5 separate regions of the Mus musculus genome follow, and all the other regions are linked to region 4. A link is a contact called in public Hi-C and HiChIP or PLAC-seq data. All regions are on one chromosome and are shown on one strand. Each heading gives the region's core, a stretch centred on a gene start, on an enhancer-like site or on the middle of the called end of the contact. The rest is flanking DNA. Distances are from core to core; before and after follow the strand shown. Region 1 overlaps Plcb4 (phospholipase C, beta 4). Region 2 overlaps Plcb4 (phospholipase C, beta 4). Region 3 has its middle 15 kb from the start of Gm31993. Region 4 holds the start of Plcb4 (phospholipase C, beta 4). Region 5 overlaps Plcb4 (phospholipase C, beta 4).

Region 1 (2,700 bases), core at 173-2,672, 180 kb before region 4:
TGTAACAGGACAGATGGAACTCAAATACATTTTCTTAAGTTAGACCCACTGGGCACTGTGCAATTCCCTTTATATGACAGTCTGGAGAAAACAAGGCTGCTAGTGATAAAGATCAGAGCAGTGGCTCCTGGGAAGTCATTGAACAGACTGGTAGCAGATGAGAATGTCCTGGCGTGATGAACTGTTCTGTGTCTTGACTACACCAGTAGTTAGAGGACACAACACACTTGTCAAAACACATATAACTCACATGAAAACACGAAGGCGGCTGTTTGTACATTTCAAAATGAATCTTCAAGAGGAAAAATGTGATCCGCTGTTCAACAAACATCAATTTGAACACCGCATTAAGCTGCCATAGACAGGTGGTTTCTTTTGAACAAAATCAGATCAAAATTTCGGGAGAGCACCCTCTTTTACAACTGCAGTATACACAATGGCTTTTCTCCTGATCCCTCATGGAAATCTCCCTCCGTTAGAGGGACCACAAAGCTAAAGGGGAAACTGAGTCATCTTCCTTCGGCTGCCACTCTAGCTGATCAAGCAGTGAGAGTGGACGAGCAGGAAGAGCAACGCTGGTGTGTCATACACTCCCAAGGCCAGGAGTCCATGCCACTGCTCTTCCTTCATTTACTGCCATTTTGAAAGCATCCCAATCCTTACATTAAATCCTCGCAATTGAAACACCTAGAGTGATTTTGTTTCTTCGGTTCAACTCTGCTGACACCAATACCACTTAAAAACATCTGTTCAGCCTGGTCCCCAACAGTATAAGAATTTGAGAGTCAGAACCATCCCCATGGTCATAGGGACCAAACTCTTTGATTTGCTAGGTTTTTCACTGTTACCAGTTCCTTGCTTGCTATCTTGAAAGGATGGCTTACATTAATTTAGCAGGTTTGTTTTGTCAATGTTTGTTTAACAGTGACAGTGTCAAACTTATATACCTAACACAGCACTACTGTTAAAGTAGAAAAACACTAGTTCAGCAAGTAGCCTCAGCAAGGCTCAGGATCGAACGTGTTCATTCTTACCAGTCCCTTCTGAATATTCTGTCCATCCCCAAACCAAGTGCACTCTATTCCCAGCTCTGGGAGGTCACAGCTCATCAAAATCGAAACACAAAACCCTTTATCTACCCGTCAGCTATCAGCACAGTCCTAGGTTTTCCGTTGCCTCTTACCTGATGCTTTAAATGCATCCTCCCCTCTCTATTACCAAGTAACTAGATTAGTTAAACTTCAAATAAGCACTGTAGACTTGTTTAAAGAAAGAATTTCCCATGAGGCTTAGCGAATGTAGCCTGCAGTCTTAGGAATAAACCTCATTCTGAGATGACTGGGGACTGAGCTGACTGCATCGTGACGTCTCCTGGGATGATCTGTGAGCAAATTCAACCCTCTTTCCTACCCAGCCCGGGTGATTACATAAGCATCTCGGACAGAGTATGTGCTAACAGGTTTCAAAGGGAGAGCATTCACCAAGGGTAAGGATACACTTGCTGGGCTGACAACGCCTGTGCAGGAGGCACCCGAGTGCTTTCCTGAAGGACCCGTAAGACTTGGGTGCTGATTGTGTTTCAGATGAAGAAGAGAAGAGACTGCCCTTGACTTCTTTGCCTATAGAGCCTGAGCTGCTAGTGGGGATGAGAGGTGAAAAGCAGTCCCTTCCCACCACGGACTTTTGAGTGCCTACATGTTCTGTTGTGAAAGCTTCCCTTCTCCTGCTCTCAGATCCCAGGATCCCTGAAATGCTAAATTAAGGGAACAGCTTGTGACTAGAACTTCCTACCCCAGGGAGTAAATGATCTTGTTTAGGGATTGCCAGTATACTGGGGACACATCATGTTCACACTCCTCTTACAGTCTTTATATATTCCCGCCGACCCCAAATATTTAATGCGTGTCCTTGGAAGGCACCAGCTCCAGGATTTTCGTAGCATGAAAAGCATCCCTTCCCTTCTTACCATCTTCGTATTCATCCATGTGACTACAACACCCACAAGTGTGAACACTTGGTTTCCAGAACGGTTTCCAGATTCCTTAGGTAAGACTCACGGGTGGCATTCACCAACATAGTGCTACTTTAAGTTAAATGATTCATTAAAGGTAAACAAGCTAGCCAAGAGGAACCCGAAGCCTTCTGCCTCCTTGAGGCAAGGACAGAATGTAGATTAACCTATGCATTATGCAGTTTCTGCCTTGTCACCTGTAGTGGGTTCAGAACGGCATAAACAGTCTCTTCTCATTAAAGATGTGCCTTTGACATCTTACGTATCCACAGAGAACGCCATTCTCCTAACATCTACAGCTTGGGAAACTGCCTTTGACTATGACAATCATTTTCTTTTCTTTCATTTATAGGATCAATTAAATAATTAGAGGCAAGTATAGGAATAGATGAATTCAATTCTAACCAGGAGATCTATTAATTTCCAATGTAAAATCTCTGACTGTTCAATTGATTTCTACAACATTGTCTATTTGTTACCACTATGCTTATGAAGAACATTCAAGGTTGTGAAAAGCATCCACAATATAATACTTATTGGAAAAAGCATGATAAATATACATACTGTATTTTCTAAGCTTCGAAAATGGTTATATAAATATATCTAGAAATACTGGAAGTGAATACAACAAAATATTATCGGTACTTACATGGAATTGTCAAAAATATTAAGCATTTGATTTTTTCCTT
Region 2 (2,700 bases), core at 101-2,600, 200 kb before region 4:
GCTCACTACTAAGAAAAGGCTTTTTGGAAGAATATATACAACTGCTAACATCTTGAAAGAGTACTTACAATTGTTAACATCTACTAACAGCAAGCAATGCCAAGATCCTCATGGATGCTGCTCTGTTTTAGATTAATGTGTTGTTCCTAAGGACATGGGCTAAAGGCTTGGTCCTTGACCCATCAACTTCCGGCTAGTGGTATGGTCTTCAAGAGGCATACCCTGGTGTGAGGTCTTCAAGTTATTGGGGGCATTCTCTTGAAGAGGCCACTGGTACCCAACCTCTTCTTCTTTCCCTCTTTCATTCCAAGTCAATAGTTGAGTGGTTCTCTCCTGTCATCTAATTATATACTAACAAAATCTCAAGGTGACATAGCTGACTGGTCAGGAAACAGCCTACAAAAAATTATGAGCCCAAACCTTTTCTTTTTATTACCTAATTATTTCAGGTGCTTGTTAAAATAACAAAAAGCAAAGGAACTTGGCCTTTTCCTATGATAAACAGGTAAGCTGTGGGTGAACTTCAACTTTAATGAGCTAATGGTGAAGAGGTGGTTGCTTAAATCTTAATCAGTTTTCAGAAGTGCTTGATCAAAGGGTATGACAATCTCAGCCAACCACCAGATGCCATCATTTAAATATTCTGTGACCGTGTGTGCTACAATCTTCAGAAGCCTGTCAACAGAAGAGTGGTCTGATGACAATGGACCATTTATGTCACACAAGGTAAGACTATATGACAGCAGAGTCCAAATGAGCTCTCCCAGTAATGGAGCAAGATCTGAAGCTGAAAACCCGAGGCAATGGAAGAAAGGAGAAGCTTATCACACCACTAGCCTGACTTCTCAGGCCCAGTCAGGGGACTTCTTTAAGAACTTCGAGGAGGGAACAATATGGTCATTTTGTTTTCAGTCAAGAGTAAGAATCACAGATAAAAACCAATGATCTCAGGAGCACATAATTAATTGCATTTATTCATCTATTATTTTGTTTATTTTTACTTTTCAGTGCCAGGGCTGAAACCTATTGTCTTGCATATGGTAAGTACTCTATCATATAGGTTATATGCCTAGCCAGGAATACAGACTATAAATTATCAGGAAACTAAGAATTATTTCACAATGAAGTGAGCAGTTTCATAGAGTAGATACTACAATCCACTTAAGGACGCAGAAGGTCACTTTCCTTCTTACAGGTGACCAAAGGCTTCTCTGCTGGACGAGTGACATGATTTATCTGTTCCTCTGTTGTCCTTCAGAAAATAACACTGGGTTGGTACAAGCCACTATGACACTCCAGGCTCTTTACAAATTCCTGTGAATCAAAGTCTAACCATTCCTTCACCACAGATATGCAGTGAACCATGTCCTGATGTTTATTCTGGAAAGAGTTTTGGTGAGAGCTCAGGGTGAGTAGTTAGCTGCAGAATGGCTGGCTGTTACGGAATGCTGCCCCGTTTTTCCATCTGTAGATAGTCTTGACGTATCTTTTGGGGTTAAATCATTTTGGATTGAAAGGGACCTGAAACATTCAAGCCATGAGGAAGAGCACAGAAGACACTTGACAAACTATGACTATACCTCCTAAGCCTTGTTCTACCCTAAACTAGAAATGATGGGAAATATAGTGAGAAGTTAAAGCTACTAGCTGCAGGCTTTGGACATTTTTAGCCATCTCTGTGCCAATATCTGGAAGACAAAGGAACTCTTGATTTCAGGATTCTAGCCAACATCAATTTTGGGAAGTCACAGCTTGTGTGCCAAATAGTAATCATTTTGTTTTCTAAACTGAATACAATATCCTGAATTAATACTTGTCACAAACCTTCACATGCAGCTGCTTCAGGCCCCTGTGCCCAAAATGTCTTAAAATTAAAAAGCTAAAACAAACTAATGGAGTTTCCTATCTTGTCAACTCATTTCTAAAGCGTGAAGCCTGTCAGAACCAAGACAATAGTCTCTTTAACCACAGTCAAATGAGCTGGCCCACAAGGAAAATACAACTTAAAAAAAAAAAAAAAAAACACTTGCCTTTCCCCCAGCTCAAAAATATGAAAATTAGTGCTGTTTAGCATAAAGGAAAGATAGGTATAACATAAACCACAAAATGCAGATCAATACTGTGTACTGTCACCTCAAGAAAGTCCCCATGTCTCTGGTAGCTTATATCACAAAGTAATTTTGTGAAGGCTTTATGTAAAGGTCACTGTTGCATTTCTATAATATTAAAATCTAAGTTAGCATACAGAGATACCCCAAGAGCCTGAAGTTATTAAGATTTCTGTATGACTCAACTAAGTTTTCTTCAGATATTGCAACCATTTCACATCAGATAAGCGATGAGAGATAAAACTGGGGCTCATAAAAGTCAAGTCAGGAAAACAGCTTCACTGCCTATTAGTTCTAAAAGAATAACTTAAAAAAATACCCTACAACTGTGAGGAGCTTATCAAAACAGTCCATTCCCTTCACAAAGGAATGAGATCAAACATAGCTTAAGGTTTTAGTAGATAGCACAATGAGCTCGTGTTCTTGAGATAAAGTCTTGCACAAGTGCCAAAAATACCTTTGCTTTTCTTCATAACCCTTCCTGTTTCCTGCGACCCTCGTGGGCCAGCTGAATGATGACTTGGGCACAGCTGTGTGTTGTATGTGAGCCCATGAGCCTGGGTTTGCCAACTTAAGTTTTGTAAGTCATGAA
Region 3 (2,700 bases), core at 11-2,510, 130 kb after region 4:
CAACAAGTTTGGTCTAGATTCAAGTAGGAGGAGGTATATATAGCTCCTCTACTAATGGAAGTTGTTCCCCAAAGTTTGAGAGCACATCATCTAGGATAACAAGATTTGTAGGAGTATTTGAGGGCCTATTAGAGATAAACTAGAAGCTGTGCTGGAACATAACTATGGGATGTCTACTAACAAAGCCTACTGCAGTGCGTCTCTCTGAATACTTTTTTTGGGGAAAGTTAATAGAAGAAATCCTTTATGTAGTCCGTTCATTATCAGGTTTCTTCAGAGGAATTGTGAGATAAAGGCCTGTGCTATCATAGCCAGAACTCGTTTTAGTTAATACTTGTGAAATGCTGGAAAGAGGAACATTCTCTTCTTCTAAGCAGGAATTTCTTTGTTTGGATTTGCCAATGACAAACCAAAAAAATGAGCATATTATAGTTCCAATAGCAGAAAATTTAAGGCTATTAAAGTTCCAGGTGTAATGTGTGTGTCATTCTCCAGGACTCAGTCCTAGAGCACAGTTGCGAGGTCTCTAATTCTACCTGTAGCCTCCCAGTTGATGTGTCGACTTCTCTGTCATTGGCTCTTCCACCTCAGAAGGATTTTATTAGAAAGACACTCTGGTGAGTTGCTACCTCCTAAAGATGCTGCTTACTGGCTCAGCTCAAAGGAGCAAGATCTATTTCCCATCACCGGACAGAGAAAGACCACTCTAGAACCCTTCCTCCACTGTCAGCTTTTGTTAATGCATATTAATCACATGGTAGTGTTGCTAAGAGATTCCCATGGTCCAAAGAATAATTAACTGCCTGCCTCCATATGTAAGATTCTAGTCTGAATGTCTTAGGGTTGGCCCTGTGGATTGGTTAATCTAGTCTGAATGTCTTAGGGTTGGCCCTGTGGATTGGTTAGTCTCCCAAAGTCATTTGCTTCACATATTCAGTGAATGGCTTTCAATCTTTCTTAATCAAGACCCAGAATGATCCCAGATCTGCAAGTAAAAACTCTCTGGAATAATGTTTAACTTTACTCTTTGCCAAGTGCTGGAACAGTTAAAATAACCTTTTCTGTTTGGGGCTTTTTGTTTGTTTTTTTATTTGTTTGTTTATGGTAACTGTGAACCAACAAGTCAAAACAGTAACATGCCCACATAGTTAGGCCACAGACTACTGAAACAGTCACCCGCAACCCCAGTTAGGCATAGACACTGAAAAGTATCATTTTACCAACTAGTAACTTCCTCAGACACTGTTTGGAAGGTCACCAAGTGCCTTGGTATGTGGAAAGACTTCAGGATGAGTCAGAGGTTGATCTAGACTCTACATATCTGTCACCAACTTAGTCTTACATACCTTTTTGATGAGACTCCTGAGGAAGTCAATTCCCTTCCCTTCTGATGGAGGCTACACAGGACCATTCTGAATGAGCAGATTATCTCCAGCAACTTAGACTGAAACATCAAAAATATGGGGCTTGTGTAGGTAATGTAGCTTCTAGGATTTTTCTTGCCTTCAAAAAGGACAATTTTGCATGACTCACCCATGGGAGAGACTCTACACACCAGAAGAATGAGGGGAGGGAAAATTTTGGTCAAAAAATGGTGACAATAGTTAAATTTTTACTGTGTACTTACCTTGTGCCAGGCATGCTTCTAAGTACTTTATAGTACTAATTTATGAGATTACAAAATAATCCGCATTTTATAGATGAATAAACCAAGGCACCAGCAGATAAGTAGTTGGCCTGAAACATTGCTAGGAGGTAATAGGTACAAGCCTAGGTTTTCTGGCCACAGATTTCAGTTTGTTCCAAGTAGTGTGATACTCTGTGTGCCTGTAACAGTGATTCCTGAAGTGTGTTTTTTCAGCTAGACTTTCACGACTGTGACAGAACACCAATATAGACAAGTGAATTGAGAAAAGGTTTATTTAGTCTTGAGAACGGTCAGCTACAAACTGCTTAATTCTCTGTGCTTGAGAGAACTGGATGGGGCATCATGGCCTCATTTTGGCTGTGGAACCTGCATAAAGATGCAGGCTTAGGGTTTATTATAAACATGCTTTAGGTTGTTAGGCAACTTCTAGATCTCCAGGTAAAGATTATTTTCAACAGACATTTGCATATAGATCTGAATCTGTGGAAAGAAAGCAGGCTGGCCTAGTGTTTTGAGGAGCCCATGTCAAGAACAGATGAATAGACCTGTGTCTTTCTACAATGTCAAAGTTTAATGAATAACAATAAATTCACAGAGTACATTATTTTAGTTGACAGGAATTCGCCAAATGATCCTGATTCTCTTTGAAGTTGGCTACAGCAAAGATAGGTCCTTTCATTCTCATTTTAACTGCTATTGTTAGCTCTCAGATCACGCATTACAGGTAACACAATACATATGCCTGCATATGTATGTATATTTAGGTTATAGAGGGTTAAAGAGATGGCAATAGAGTTCAAAGAGTGCTCATAGACCCAAGACTTTGAAGCTGGAAGCTACTAAGCACGCTAAAAGGCTCATAAGTAGGACGTTAGTCATCAGGAATTTGAGCCTTACCTTGGGATCAGGTCAAGTCAAGTTGACTTGCAGTAGTGAGATGCAGCTCCAAGGGGCCCTGGAAATAAAGAGCAGGACCAGCTTTAGATGGGAAAACTGGTGGACGAAAATGTGGACAGACAGATGACAATTTGAATAATCTCCCTCAATGATGA
Region 4 (2,700 bases), core at 2-2,501:
ATTTTACACACACACACACACACACACACACATCTTCCTACCCTAAAGAGTAGTTCTTCACTTTCTGAGATCCTGGGAGTCCACCCAGGTAAAAAGTCACTGGTTGCTCTTCCTGGTCATCTTTATTTTATGGTCTGATTTTTCCTTAAAAGAGAAATTCAATTTTTTTCAAAGCATTATACACCTGCCTGTGCATGGACTTTACTGCTAGCCATGTTTATTCAACACATTATCTCCACCAATGGATAATTTAAATTTATGGACCACTATGCATCCCACTTCTACTTCAAAAGATGGCGACTGTCCATGAATGTTTTGCCCCAAATTAAATCTCAAGCCCCTTGCTTTAGAGAAATAGGAAGAAGCACTATAGAAGTTTAGGGTTATTTTTTTAAAGTCATATCTCAAATGCATGCATATTTGTGGAATATAAGACATTTGCCTTTCTAGAAATGCTGGCTTTATAACTCTAGAGTTGTTCAATTGGAAAATTCTGTGTTTTCACACTTAGATTCAGTAGTTTACTGAGTCTAAACTCAAAAATTGTACAATATAGACAATTTCTAATTGACTAAGAAAAAACAACTTTAAACTTCTGAAAATAAAGCAATGTTCTTTTACATGCTTTTAGGAGGCCCAGATACTGTCCTGAAGGAGCGCTTAGCCTGTCAGTGTCAACTGGAAACGGTCTATCATTCGTAAGCTGTCCCCAGAAGACGCTGAAGATGCACACGCACACACATTTACATGCGTTGCACAGTGCCAACTATTTCCAACCAAAATAATCATATACACGTCGAGCCGAGCTATTTCTAGCGCAGAAGAGGGTGAACGTCCGGGTAGGCAGAGGAAACCCAGTAGCAGATGATTGCCGGAGAGGCGGGTGGCGGCGGGGTCCCCTGCCTCCCGCGCAGGACGCCTCGCACCCCGCACCTGCACCGGGTCCCCGGCAGGGCAACCGGGGGCGCGCGCGCGCGTCCGGGACGCACCCGCGGGAAGCCGAGTAGCCCGGCGGGCTGGGAGCGGCGGGAGCATCCCCGGGCGGGACCCAAAGCGCCTTCTCCTACCTGTCACTTCCAGGCGAGTCGCTGCCGGGGATGCGGCCACCGCCGCCTCCGGGAGCCCCGCTGTGTTCGCGCGCGCGCGTGTGAGTGTCTGTGTGTGTGTGTGTGTGTGTGTGTGTGTGTGTGCGCGCGTGTGAGAGCCTGTTTGCGGCGCGGCTCCTGAGCCGCTCGCGCGCCGCCACCCCCTCCCCGCCGCCGCGGCCGCCGAGCCCCTCCGGCGCCGCCCCGCCCTCCGCCGCCTCCGCCCCCCACCGGCCAGCGCCTCCCCGCTGCGCTCACCTCGGCCGCCCGCTGCCCAGGGCGCCGCCCGCCCGCCGCTCCCGCCGAGCCGGGCCCCGTGCGGCCCCGGGCCCGCCGCCCCTACTCCCGGCCGCGACGCTGCCTCTGGAGCCCAAGCCGTCGCCTCGCAGCCCCAACCTGCCGGGCTACGGAGCATGCCCAGTGCGGCGCCCGGCGGGGCTGGGGGTGGACCGGGGCCGCGCGGGCCGGCCGGGGTGGGGGTTGGCTGTCCCGGGGTCGCCGCCGCCGCCTTCCCGGTGCAGGGTCTGGGCGCGCGCCCGTGGGGACTGAGCTGAGCCAGCAGCGGGACACCACGCGCCGCTGGCCACGGACTCAGCGGGTGCCCGGCCCGGGAGGAGGGGGTGCGAGCCAGCCAGAACCGGGAGCGGGGAGCGGGAACTGCGCTTTCGTCTATGTTACATTGAACAAACACGGAGAGCTTGTACACTGCAGCAGGCACTGTGAGACAGGGATTTTATTCATTCAGCCCGAAAAACAATCTGCCGGAGGAAGTACTACAACGGGCTCACACTGAGCCAGAAAGTGATTTCCAAAGTCTTCCCCCAAGTGATCCTGAGACGTGCACCCCACTCCACCCCCCCCCCCCAGACTTCGGTTCCAGGGATGCTGGGGATCGCTGTGGCCAGCTCTCCTTGTCCTTTGAACCGACACCCGGGTGCCCGAAGTCCTGCTGAGGCGGCCTGGCCATGTGCATCCAGCGTCACCCTTTGTGGAGACCCTACACTGGAGCCGCTCCGGAACTCCCCGAGGGCTTCCTCCTACCGAGGCCACTCGGCTTCCTCCCTCTCCTGCCTGGCGGCGGCCACCAAAACCCGGAGACGTGGCACCTGCGCACTGGGGACTGGGGCCCATGCTGGCGGCTGAACTGGGCATGCTCAGCTGCCTGAACTGGGCTGGCGGGTCAAGAGGAAAGGGGTCGGTTTAGAGGTTAGCTTAAAAAAAAAATGGAGAAGAGGGCAGAAGTGTAGGCACAAAGGAACAGTCCAGGCACCGTGGATACAGCAGTTGAAAACCCCAAAGTGTCGCACCCTTCGTTCATTCTGGCCGTTTCAGCATGGATAGAAAGAAAATAACCACCAAAAGTTGATCAACTAGTGTGATGTGTGATGGTACATGCCTGTAATCCCAGTTAGTTTACAGAGCAGCCTAAACTATACAGTCGGTTCAAGACCAACCTGAACCCTGTCTCAAAACGAGAAAGAAAAAAATAATTTACCAATTTAAGGGAGATGGACTGAGAGCTACTGACCACTCTCTAGCCAAACACAAAGCTTCAGATTTAAGTTAGCCTTGAAAAAGGTTTTTCTGCAGTGTCTGCCTGCCTGTCTGTGACAAA
Region 5 (2,700 bases), core at 49-2,548, 170 kb before region 4:
AAATATAACTGGAAACCTTGTGCTTATTCTAAAGTTGTTTAGCAAACCAGAACAACAATAACAACAACAACAACAAGAACAAAAACTCTCTAGGTTTGTCAAAACCCATATAATTCTAATTCAGATCTCAAAAACGCTACATGCACAGGAATTAAGGTGAGACTGCTAGGTTCCAACCCCAGAGTTCCTGCTCCGTGGGGCCTAATGGAGGTGGGGATGCTAAGAACATGGATTTGTAGTAGACCTTGCAGATGCTACTCATGTGGGGACCTACTATGGCAGCCTAACTTAGCCACACAGCATGTGGAAGAAGTAGCCCAACTCCATTAGAAAAGCCAGTCCTGCTGATCACGCCCACCGACAAGCAGGTAAGGCACGCCTATGTTCACTGAATGTCAAGTTCCATTATCTCCGAAAAAGCCTGGACTTCACAGGGGGATCACAGGTACCGGTTCTCTTGAAGATCAGGTGGATTATCACCTTTAAGCAATTTTGTCCTGTGGCCCACAACTCACCTCTGAGTTTTCGTTTCTACTGAGAGAACCTGTCCATGGTTCTTGGGAAGAAGCTTGGAGAAGGATTCCACCCCAAGTGCAGTTCCGTAAAGCGCATCTCCTCAGAATGGCAATTACTGTTGAACCTCTGAATTGTCTTCAACCTGCACCAAGGGTCTGCCAAGCTCCTCAAGCACAAGAGTGTATGGAAAGTGTGGGCTGCATCTGCTGCCTTCGGCTAGCAGCCTCCCTCGCCCTCTCTCCTGTACCTAACTCTCTTCCCACTGAGACTTAAACTTGGGTCATCAGGGCCTCTGCATGTTTCTATCCCTTCTCTTGTAACCTTGTTCATATGCCATGAAGTTCAGCATTAAGTTGATAAAACAGGAGAGACAACATGGTACAGGGCTGAGTCATCTCAGGCTAGCCAACCCCCTACTGATGCTCTAGCTGACTGCAAGTGCACAGGGAAGCACAAGAGAGCAGAGCCAAAAGCAGCAGAAAAGCTCAGCTGATGTAGAAATTTGTGAACAAAAGTAAGAGTTTTCAGTTACAAACCAGGGCTCCAGGCTCTAGAATCTAGACTGGAGCTGGTATAGCATCTTCATGGCCATAGATAACTTAGTCCTGGCATTACAGCCCTGTATTAGCCCAACTCTGAATCTACTGACGGTGTCAGAATGGTACCCATATGCCTTGTTCCTACCAAGGTTCTCTCTCTAGGGAAAGAACTAACTCATTTTAGGTTCCCCCTCCCAGCTTTGCCCTTGGCGCATGGCTACCCAATTCTGAGACTACTCTAGGTATCTGTTGACTCATCTGCCACAGCCCTGTCTTGAACAACTGTGTGCAGTGTTGAACCACACTAATCAAGTGCTTTCGTTTCCTTTTATTTTTTCATGCATGGCCAATTTTGTTTCTCATTTTGCTTTTGCTTCAGTGGGTTTCAAGTATTAAAGGTTTTGAATTATATGTGTGCTGCTACTGTTTGCAAAGAGAAAAATAAAAACATGATTGACAGACCGACATGCCGACTCCAGCTTCCCTGACAGCAGGAAATGCAGAGGGGATATGCATGAGGGCAAGATGAGCAGACAGAGGGGAGGGTGTCTGCTTTCACTGCAGCCAAAAATCATTGCTGGTATCAAGAAAGGCAGACAAGTGTCATTCAAGGAAACACCACCCTTGTAGTGAAATAATAAGCCTAAAACCAGGAGAAATTTCTTAATTTTTCATTTAATTACTATTTTGCTTATGTCTCACAGAAAACTGCCTGTGTCTGAGTATTTCTGAATATTTCTTTTATGGGTTATTCTCTTTCCTTCCATAAGCAGATGAGAAGGGAAATAGAGGATGCCTTCTGGCTGTTCCAGCAGATTTCTGTGAATTCAACAACACTTGGCCACCAAAAGGACACGCAGTAACAAAAATGACGTGTACCGGTCCATCAGAGCAGACAATAAAGGAAGAAGATGATGGCCAGGCAGGCTTGTTGGGTAGAATTCATATTTTTTTGGTTACCCTGACTCTCTTAGCATTCTGTGAGGACCTCAACAAAACAAAAATATAATTAATTAGTCAGAGAAGTGATCAGCCATGCAAAAGAAGAGAAAGTGTCAACAGCAGACAAGAATAGAAGTCAGAGACAGAAAATCAGGGGTGATACATGCTACAGAGCAGTATCACAAAGCAAGAAACACAGTAGACCAGAAACTGGCTGCAGTAGGTGGCCCTGGCTGCAGCTGGCAATATAACAAGAAAGAGCTTAGAGACTACTCCATTATGCTTATTGGACAGCAAATGTGTAAACGCTGGGGTAATACAGCCATGCACACTGGGCATGCCAGGGCTCAAGTCCTTGACTGTTCAGACACCACGCAGAATAGAAGGGCCAGCCAGATAGAAAAGAAGCAGAGAAACATAGTATTCTTAAGGGTATATTGTGGGCTTTACAGAACAATATTCTGCCAAGTCACTGAGCACACAACTGCAAAGCATATCTTTGGGGACACTTCCTGACAAGTTTGTTCCAAGAGCACAGTCATAGTCAGTCCTCTGAACCATATCCCCAAGAAGCCGAGCACACAGGCATTGTTGAGCTCCCTGGTTTCTTATCATTAAAATCACACACCTTTTCTTTAAATGCAGGGTCTCACTGTGTAGCTCTGGCTTGTCTGGAACTCACTATGTAGGGTTAAATATTCAT

What was found. Hi-C and Micro-C count contacts between places; a contact is called where the count stands out from the background. HiChIP or PLAC-seq counts read pairs in DNA pulled down with a chosen protein or histone mark.
Region 1: a contact with region 4 is called in a Hi-C map of olfactory sensory neurons, with 4 times the contacts expected there. The contact joins the enhancer-like site here to the promoter of Plcb4 in region 4. A contact is called at or near these places in 3 of 39 promoter capture datasets (3T3-L1-derived adipocytes, hippocampal neurons and pre-B cells), 5 of 484 Hi-C or Micro-C datasets (the MNK3 cell line, brain, cerebellar granule neurons and 2 more), 2 of 115 datasets of contacts at active chromatin or transcription factors (bone marrow-derived macrophages and embryonic stem cells) and 1 of 9 other capture datasets (adipose tissue).
Region 2: a Hi-C map of olfactory sensory neurons shows a contact between it and region 4, with 2.7 times the contacts expected there. The contact joins the enhancer-like site here to the promoter of Plcb4 in region 4. A contact is called at or near these places in 9 of 39 promoter capture datasets (the 3T3-L1 cell line, 3T3-L1-derived adipocytes, the HPC-7 cell line and 5 more), 8 of 484 Hi-C or Micro-C datasets (the 3T3-L1 cell line, 3T3-L1-derived adipocytes, the N1E-115 cell line and 5 more), 2 of 115 datasets of contacts at active chromatin or transcription factors (cardiomyocytes and embryonic stem cells) and 3 of 9 other capture datasets (adipose tissue, liver and macrophages).
Region 3: an H3K27ac HiChIP or PLAC-seq map of embryonic stem cells shows a contact between it and region 4, with 5 read pairs. The contact joins the enhancer-like site here to the promoter of Plcb4 in region 4. A contact is called at or near these places in 1 of 39 promoter capture datasets (the 3T3-L1 cell line), 2 of 484 Hi-C or Micro-C datasets (the HL-1 cell line and ventricular fibroblasts), 1 of 115 datasets of contacts at active chromatin or transcription factors (embryonic stem cells) and 1 of 9 other capture datasets (adipose tissue).
Region 5: a contact with region 4 is called in a Hi-C map of bone marrow-derived macrophages, with 2.1 times the contacts expected there. The contact joins the enhancer-like site here to the promoter of Plcb4 in region 4. A contact is called at or near these places in 3 of 39 promoter capture datasets (the 3T3-L1 cell line, 3T3-L1-derived adipocytes and pre-B cells), 9 of 484 Hi-C or Micro-C datasets (the MNK3 cell line, adipose-derived mesenchymal stem cells, bone marrow-derived macrophages and 5 more), 6 of 115 datasets of contacts at active chromatin or transcription factors (the HPC-7 cell line, bone marrow-derived macrophages, embryonic limb bud and 2 more) and 2 of 9 other capture datasets (adipose tissue and macrophages).

Annotation. Positions count from the first base shown.
Region 1 is chr2:135,842,648-135,845,347 of GRCm38.p6, reverse strand. All of the region lies in intron 3 of Plcb4 (phospholipase C, beta 4), which reads right to left. Among named protein-coding and RNA genes, the nearest start is that of Gm14210, 31 kb to the right of the region's middle. Within about 2 kb of position 1,422, at least 5 of the 459 cell types and tissues checked have an H3K27ac peak or open chromatin away from gene starts, as enhancers often do. A contact at or near this core is called in cerebellar granule neurons and olfactory sensory neurons, where this site is marked.
Region 2 is chr2:135,862,586-135,865,285 of GRCm38.p6, reverse strand. The region is part of intron 3 of Plcb4 (phospholipase C, beta 4); the gene reads right to left. Among named protein-coding and RNA genes, the nearest start is that of Gm14210, 51 kb to the right of the region's middle. Within about 2 kb of position 1,350, at least 45 of the 459 cell types and tissues checked have an H3K27ac peak or open chromatin away from gene starts, as enhancers often do. A contact at or near this core is called in 3T3-L1-derived adipocytes, the N1E-115 cell line, embryonic fibroblasts and 1 more, where this site is marked.
Region 3 is chr2:135,524,556-135,527,255 of GRCm38.p6, reverse strand. No RefSeq gene overlaps it. Among named protein-coding and RNA genes, the nearest start is that of Gm31993, 15 kb to the left of the region's middle. Within about 2 kb of position 1,260, at least 47 of the 459 cell types and tissues checked have an H3K27ac peak or open chromatin away from gene starts, as enhancers often do. A contact at or near this core is called in the HL-1 cell line and adipose tissue, where this site is marked.
Region 4 is chr2:135,658,098-135,660,797 of GRCm38.p6, reverse strand. It overlaps Plcb4 (phospholipase C, beta 4), which reads right to left and starts at 1,251. Exons shown (of 39, transcript NM_001355153.1): 1 at 1,068-1,251.
Region 5 is chr2:135,825,434-135,828,133 of GRCm38.p6, reverse strand. All of the region lies in intron 3 of Plcb4 (phospholipase C, beta 4), which reads right to left. Among named protein-coding and RNA genes, the nearest start is that of Gm14210, 14 kb to the right of the region's middle. Within about 2 kb of position 1,298, at least 29 of the 459 cell types and tissues checked have an H3K27ac peak or open chromatin away from gene starts, as enhancers often do. A contact at or near this core is called in the MNK3 cell line, bone marrow-derived macrophages, cerebellar granule neurons and 2 more, where this site is marked.